Linked DNA regions of Mus musculus: region 1 is linked to region 2. The links are chromatin contacts, called in public Hi-C maps. All regions are on one chromosome and are shown on one strand. Each heading gives the region's core, a stretch centred on a gene start, on an enhancer-like site or on the middle of the called end of the contact. The rest is flanking DNA. Distances are from core to core; before and after follow the strand shown.

Region 1 (3,848 bases), core at 1,035-3,534, 110 kb after region 2:
ACTGATTATAGATTCCCGGGAAGAGGCACAGAAAATGCTGAGGGGTTCTGTGCAGCTTCAGCTTGCTTTCTCCCGTGGAGATGTCTTGTAACCACGGGGCAGGATCAGAGCCAGGACATCAGGGCTGGCTTCACCCACAGTCTCACAGCATGCTCTTCACACATGCATGCGAGTGTGTGCGCGCGCGTGCCTGTGAGTGTGCTCCTGCCCACGGGCATGTGTGTAGAATGCTATACCTATGCGCAACATGCACAGATTGGTGTGTCTACCACACAAACAAGACAAAGGAGCCCTTCACTGGAAAGTTTACCCATCTCTCCCTCCCTCCCATCTACCCCTAACCATTACAACTCCACTTTTCATCCAGACAGCTTTGGAGGGAACTTTAGCCCTCTTCTCTGTGGTGGGAGACAGTAGTAATGCAAACCAAACCAAACCCCTTAAACAGTTCATCAAGCATTAATGAAATACTTTAACATATTAATGATCCCTATCTGTGCTGTATGCACTTCCTAGTCAGTGGCCCCGCATCGGACATTTTCTTCCAAATAGGCACCGTTATTAAAATGAGTTCCCAGTCTGCCCTGAAATCTCCTCCAAGCCATAGACCTTATCTTTGTCATGGTTTATTAAAAAAAAAAAAAAAAAACTTTTGTTTATGCTTATCTTGTATGTCTGATGTGGGTGTGGAGGTCAGAGGACAACTTTGTGGCATTGGAGCTCTCCTTCCACCTTGACCTGGGTTCCAGAGACTGACCTTGGGTGGCCTGAAGAGGCCTGCACTTTACCTACTGTGCGCCATCTTGACAGTCATCTGCCTGTCATAGCAACTGCCGCAGTGATGGCACATAGCAGGTACCTCACAGAGCTTGTGCTGTGTGAAACAGGGAACTGTTTGGTGGGCGGTTTGTTGACTCTCAGCTGAGTTTCCCTAAGAAGCAGCTACCATTCCTTTCCTTAAAAACATCCTACCCCCAAGTTCCACTGATTTTTTTTTTTAAATCAAGGAAGAAGGCAATGTGCAGGCAGCTGCTAGCCTAACTGGCCTGGTTCTGGTCATCACAATACTTCCTGCCCTCATGACTAGTTTGGAATAAGCACAGGAAATTACGTCAGTTGGCAACAAGAGTCCAGCAGTTGGGATCGGGGAGGTATGCATATTTGCTTATCCAGTTCCCTGCTCCCCCGCCAGGCTAGCGCATGGAGCTTTGACCTCCCATATGTTTTTAATGTGTGTGGAGATAAGCCATCCAACAAGCTGGAAGCAACAGGTTGAGCCTGCCCTCCCCCCACCCCACCCCCACCTCCCACCCCGTTCCAGCTGTAATTGTTCTGAGAGGTCGAACAACCTCCCGTGGCTACGTGTGATTTGAAATTAGCACTCACATGGAGTCTATAGAAATCAGGAAGTAATGACTCTCATCTTCTGAGAGATGATATGTTGGGATTTCCCTCAGCGGGAAAGACATGAGGAAGACTGTGAGGTTTGGAGCCAGTGCGACCTGGCTTTGACTTGGTTCCCCAGTGCCCTGCAAGGCGGTCTTGTGCAAAGACTCGTTCTCTTGAGAGCCCAGACTCTTCATCTGTGTGATGCAGATGATAAGAGACCCTTTAGTGATGAAAACTTCTTGTCCCTTCCCTCAAGTCTCTTCTGAAGCCTTCTTATAGTTTGTAACCATCGATGAAGATAAATCACTGCTGGTGTCCAGTTTCAGAGTGGTAAGCTTTGGAGGCAGATGGTCCCTACCTAGAGCTGCTGACCAGTGTCTGTGCAGGTCCACGTGCACCCCTTTATCTCTCAGTCAGCTTCTCCTCAGCCAACTGGGGATGACAACCTTAACTCTGTTCTACCAGGGAGTGAAAACTAGACCCCCAAGGTCACATGCTCAGCCCCTCCTGGACCACGGTCTGCACACACAATGACAGCTGTTGTCATTTCTCTTTGCCTCGGGTGGTTTGGAATAGCAGTTGACACAGCTGGGCTCTGAGCTCTCAGTTAGTTCCTCCAGCCTTGCCTTTGGGTTGTCTGCCCCTTTCTGACATGACTGTTTGTGGAAACCCTGCTCGCAGCAGAGTAAATCCTTCAGCAAACCTGCCAGCCAACTCTGTCTGCGAAAGTAAGGGTCCACTGAAGACTGTTGTTAAGACTTGATCTGTGTGTTTAACAAGTCCTTCAGTGCGTGGCCATCATACACCATAGGGGCCGAGCACGGCACTGTCCACAATCAGCCGATGCTGGCAGGAAGACTCAGCCAGCACAGCTTGCCTCTAACTGTTCCCAGATGCTCTGACGTCAGAAGAGGCATCTGATTATCAGAAGTGGATGATGCTGTAGCAGGGATCACTAGCCCCAGATGTTGATCGGCAGGCCAAGGGGGAGCAAGATGATTTCCTGGCTGGATGGGGGCGGGGGGTGAGGGACAAAGCACTCCAGGCCTTGTCTTGTTCCCAGTCAGGTAAGGAACACTCACAGGAGCAAACCTCACCTTCTAAACAGGCCCCAGTGACCACAACTCCTTGTATCAGGCCTTTGTTCCCTCCTCTGCCCAGCCCTCAGTGTGGGTTGGACCTCATGACTTGCTTCCAATCATCAGAGCTGGCCAAGTTGACGGGTTGTCATTTCTTTAATTAAGTTACAGAGGGCTGGACTTCTGTCTTGCTGGCTTGGTCTTGTCATGAAGCAAACTCACTTGGGCAAGAACCCCAGGAACGTCAAGGAAAACCGAGTGTGTCTGTTCTTTGTCTTGCAGTGAACATGGAGCTCGGGTCTCCTGTGTAACAACATTTTCATAATGGTACTCTGCCAGCAACCACGAGGATGAGAGCAGAGGGCCCTTCCTCAGGGGAACCTTCTGTGGAAGCCTCTGTCTTGGCGGCATCTTGATTATAATTTAGGTGGGGATGCTAGGCAGGGAGCCTGAATGATCCCAGAAACTTTGATATTGGAAGGTTTTGAGAGTACTAGGTTGTTAGGGAGCAATAGATAGCTGGTAGAGATTCCTTCCTTCTTTTCACAAATAGATAACAGACCTGCATTTCTCCTTAGGATTAGGGGCAGTAGTAACTCTGTCTCTAACCTAGAGTTCCCTCAGGCATTTTGCTGATAGATTAGTCTGCCTTTAGCATGGTTTCTTCCTCTATTAATTTATTTTGGTTTTCTGAGATAGGCTCTCACACAGCCCGGGCTGGCCTCAACTCACTGTATAGCTGAGGCTGACTTTGAACTTCGGATCTTCTGGCCTCCATTTCCCAAATGCCAAGATTACAAGGCATATACCACTACATCCAGTTTACACAATGCTAGGAATCAAACCCTGGGCCTTGTGCGTGCTAGACAAGCACTCTCCAAACAGAGCCCTATCCCCTCTTTATTTAATAATCTCCTCGTGAGGGAGCGACTCACCTTTTCCATCTGGCATTCGAGGCTCACTTCCATATCTGCCCCCTACCAGCTGCCAGAACGCCAATAGCACATATCACTCTTGTGTGAACAAAAAGCCTTTATTGGATCCCAGATGCCAACCAGATTGGCTCTGTGTTCTGCAACTTGACAGTGAAGGCTTGCCTCAGTCCAGTCTCTCTTCCCTCCCTGCCTAATAGTGTTTGCAGAGCAGTAGGCTGCATCCAGCATTTCTGCTGTGATGTCCCTTCTCCTCACTCCACAACTTTCTCTTGCTTCTAACTTGTGCTTTTCCTGTCATTCTCTGAACCACTTTCTCTGGAAAATTCTTACTCATGCCCACTCAGCTCACCACATTAACACAGAGGGAAGAAAGGGAAAGCGCCTGAAACACTCATTTGCTTAGATCTGCATGGACCAACTGTCCCTGGAAACAGTGGGAAGAAAC
Region 2 (3,913 bases), core at 1,351-3,850:
TGAAAGCCTAAAAATGACCAGCAAGTTCTGCTCCAAGGAAGGGCAAGCCAAGGTAGGTCTTGTGACAAAAAGAAAGTACAAATAAGAGCACTCTGTCCTCTCCAGGAAGTGTGGCTTGGGAACGGAGAGCCTTCCTCAGAACACCCCTGACACATGGCTTTGCAAGTCTTCCAACAAGTGAACACTTGAGAACATTCTCTGACTCTACCCACATAGTTCTATTATTTAATAATAATAATAATATTCCATCTTAAGTATGCAAAAAAAACCCCAAAATGTCCCCAAACTGCCTCAGTTATTAATAGATAAAAATCTTAGCAGAGAGCAATAGTGTGTCTACCTCCCAGTAACTGACAGAGCCACTGTTCAGCCCCACTCTAAGACCAGGCATTTTCAGTAGTGAATTCCAGAGAGGAAGCAGATACTGAAGAAGAGAAAAATCCTCAAGGCAGCAACAGTAGCAGAAGGGTCTTTGCTGGCTTCAGAACTCCCACAGCAGATTGCCCAAGTGACCAATGTGAAGACCCAAGCCCCTCACTCTAAGAATACAGTCTTCTTGTTAGAAAAGAATCAACTTCTCTCCTTCAAGACGGTCAGATACCCAGCCCCTAGTTTTCTGCAATGAAGCCACAGGTGTGAGTTAAAGCCTGTGTCATCAATTTTCGCTTTTTAAAACAGCAAATGTCATGACTGAAGCTACTGCTGTACTACTTCTGTGTCCTAGGAAAGACATTCAAAAGCTCAAATGAGACGCAGACTACTCAAGCTAGGCCTTTCTCTGGAAGGTACTAATAGTTCTAGAGATGCTAATTACTGATAGCTGAGCAAGATTCGACTCAAAGGTCTAGGTTTTTTTGGTTTTTTATTTGTTTTGTATTGTTTTTTTTAAGAATAACAATGCTATTCTACTCCACTTTGTTTACAGAAATCTAATGTTCCCAACGAACCCCAATCCCAGCAGCACAGAAGTGCACCTAAACTGACAGAGCTAGCCAGGCCCCCTGTCACCTTCTCCCATAGTAGCACTACTCCACAACTAACTTGTGCCATTTATGGAGGAGAAACTCGAGGGTAGGAGCAGACCCAGCCCCAGTGGATCAAGCCCAAGGGGACCCCAGGGAACAGACAGGAAGGGATCTGGAACACAGTTCCTGTACTTGCCAGCCATGCGGAAAAGAGCTAACAGCCACACTCAGACATCTCCAAGAACTGTCTCAAAGCTTCTCAACTCCTGGCTTCTTCAGGACAGGGTCCCTTTTGCCCTGGCCAATGCCAAGTCAAGCCACCACGATTGTCTGGTGATCAGGAGACTGCAACACATACTCACTAATACACAGTATAAATAGCATGAACCCTGGAGATGTGAGTCACTGTCATTCATTACCAACTGAAGGTAAGTTGAGGGAACTCAAGACACCTAAGGGCTGGGTTACATACAGCACAGGAGAAAAGATACAGCCATGGATCCCAATCCCAACACAGGCTCCTACACTCTGCCATTGCGTCCGTCTCACATGCACACAAATTCGCTCACCTCCACTCTACACACACACATATTTCGCGCTCCACAGCACTCTCACTCAGTTTCAAATCACAAACCGGTGGCTCACCTCCACGGCCCACACTCGCTGACTTCCAGACTTCACGAGGCACACTCGATCACCCTTACAGGATCACTCATGTCCTGCATCCTCTCCACAACACACGCTCGCCGCAAGGCAGGCTCCTCCAGAATCACGCTCACCTTCAAACCCCAGAAGCAGAGTCCTCTCTCCCGAGCTCCCACGCGTGACCTCCACTCGGCCACCCACAAGTCTCCCCAGCCCACAGAGCGCACTCCGCACCCTCTCCGGCTGAGCACACCAGCAGCCCCGTCTTAGTGACAGCGCCCGGACGAGAGGCAAAGGCGATACTCACAGGCTGCGCGTCCAGGAGGGCAGGTCCCGGGGCAGCGTCGCCAGCCCGCGCCCACTGCAGTCCAGCGAGTCCCCGGCGCAAGTGCAGGCGGCCGCGCAGGGGGCCCGCGGGCCAGCCTGGGCGCCCGCTGACTCCGGCCATTGCAGTAGCAGCAAGAGCAGCCAGAGCAGAAGGCGAGGCGCAAGGCGCGGGGCTCCGAGCACTCCCGGACCGGGCCGCGCCATCTTGTCTGGAACGCGCCGCGAAGCCGGGGAGCGAGGGCTGCGAGGTGCGGGCGGCCGCGGGCGCGGGCTGCGCTCGGAGCTAGGCTCCGCGCCGGGACATGGACGCCCGACTCCAGTCGGCTCCGGGGCCGCGGCGCTCAGCCGGCACGCTCTGCCCGGGCCGCTTCGCAGCACCCTGCGGGGACCGCCACCCCCGCGCCCATCCGGGCCGAGCCCCGCGCGCGGCGAACTCTGTGGAGTCCCGCAGTGAGTGCCCGGCCGCCGCTGCTCGTCCTTCCCGCCGCGCTGAGAGTCGCCTTCAGAGCTCGGGCGCACGCCGAGAGCCGCCGCCTCTGAGGACTGAAAACGCTTAGCCTCGGCCTCTGCGCGTGGCGCGGGCGGGCATCTCACTGAGGGCGCTGAGCTGATGATAGCCGTGGACCCCACGCGCCTGCCCGTCCCGGAGCGGCCGGAGCGCACCGTGCCTCAGCGCTGCGAACAATCAGCGGCCAGCCGCTCCGCGGTCCAGCCCCGCGGCCCCAGGCCCCGCCCCGGCTGCTCGCCCTCACACACCCCTCCGATGGGGCCCCGGGGCGCAGATCGGCCCACGTTGGCTGCAGGGCTACAGCATTACGCCCCGCCCTGCCCGTTGCTCATTGGCTCCTGGAGCGCCTTTTTGGCGTCCTAACCCATAAGAGCGCTCGCTCCCTGAGGTCCCGCCTCCGCTCGCTTTTCCCACCCAAGGTGTGAAAGGCGGGGACGGGGCGGGGAAAAGGAGAGGCGTGCTGCCTCCTCTTAAAGGAGACTTGTAGGGTTTTGGCTACCAAGTACCAGAATCTGGAAAAGTGGCCTAAGCTTCGGTCCATTGAGCCTAGGAGAAGAGAGAAAGTTTGTAATCCACGGGTTTGGGAGCTATCTGGACCCAAGGTTTATTCTGCTCTCCTAAACTAAAAACATCATGGTGGATTTACAGCAAACGAGCACCCTTTTTCAGGTGCCTTGCAAAAGAAAAAAAAAAAAGATTTAAAACTTGCTTTCATGAGTTTCTCAGCTATTTCCTCAGAGGTGGGGCCCCCTTTCCCATCTGTGCTCCACACTCGTTCTTCTTGATATCTTTAATCCAGAAATGTGTCCTTGACTACCGAAATGACTGTGTGCTGCAGAAATTGAATCTTGAGGGCACGCCCACTTCCCCGCCCCTAGTTAGTTGAAGGATAGTTCGGGAAGTGCTCTGGACTTGGATAAAGGGGGTTGCTGTGGTGGTGTGTTTTGTTATTGAAAATCAGTGCCTTTAAAATACAATTTCCAAGAAATTATCCGTGACGTGCTCTTTATAGACAGTGAGAGAGGTGGGGGGAGGGAGAGAGGAGAGAGAGAGAGAGAGAGAGAGAGAGAGAGAGAGAGAGAGAGAGAGAGAGAGAGAACCTGTTAGTTTGGCAAACACGGATCAGAATAGATTGATAGCCGCCATGTGAAACAGTGCTTGGACATAGGCGAGCACACGCGCGCGAACACACACACACTTAATGGAGTGGGGCGGGGGGGCGGGGGGAAGAGATTAGCACTGTAATACATATCTGCCGCCTCTGGGCGGTTTGACTTGCTGATGTCCGAACTGCACACAGGGTCAGGGAAACTAAGGCGCTGGAGTCTTCTGGAAAACATTTGTTCCAGCACGGTTAAATCTAACTTAGGCTTTATAGAAAGGGAGTAGGAACGCTGTTCATCGGGAAGAAAAACACCGAACAGTTAAAGGGATTTCATTACATGTTTGACATATTCAAGAAATACGA

The links. Hi-C and Micro-C count contacts between places; a contact is called where the count stands out from the background.
Region 1: a Hi-C map of the N1E-115 cell line shows a contact between it and region 2, with 7 times the contacts expected there. The contact joins the enhancer-like site here to the promoter of Lrig1 in region 2. A contact is called at or near these places in 3 of 39 promoter capture datasets (the 3T3-L1 cell line, cranial neural crest and liver), 15 of 484 Hi-C or Micro-C datasets (the 3T3-L1 cell line, the N1E-115 cell line, cerebral cortex and 10 more), 6 of 115 datasets of contacts at active chromatin or transcription factors (embryonic hindbrain, embryonic limb bud, embryonic stem cells and 3 more) and 2 of 9 other capture datasets (adipose tissue and embryonic stem cells).

Annotation. Positions count from the first base shown.
Region 1 is chr6:94,804,732-94,808,579 of GRCm38.p6, forward strand. No RefSeq gene overlaps it. Among named protein-coding and RNA genes, the nearest start is that of Lrig1, 110 kb to the left of the region's middle. Within about 2 kb of position 2,285, at least 58 of the 459 cell types and tissues checked have an H3K27ac peak or open chromatin away from gene starts, as enhancers often do. A contact at or near this core is called in the N1E-115 cell line, heart atrium, muscle stem cells and 3 more, where this site is marked.
Region 2 is chr6:94,697,545-94,701,457 of GRCm38.p6, forward strand. Lrig1 (leucine-rich repeats and immunoglobulin-like domains 1) reads right to left here and starts at 2,601. Exons shown (of 19, transcript NM_008377.2): 1 at 1,918-2,601. The coding sequence starts at 2,141.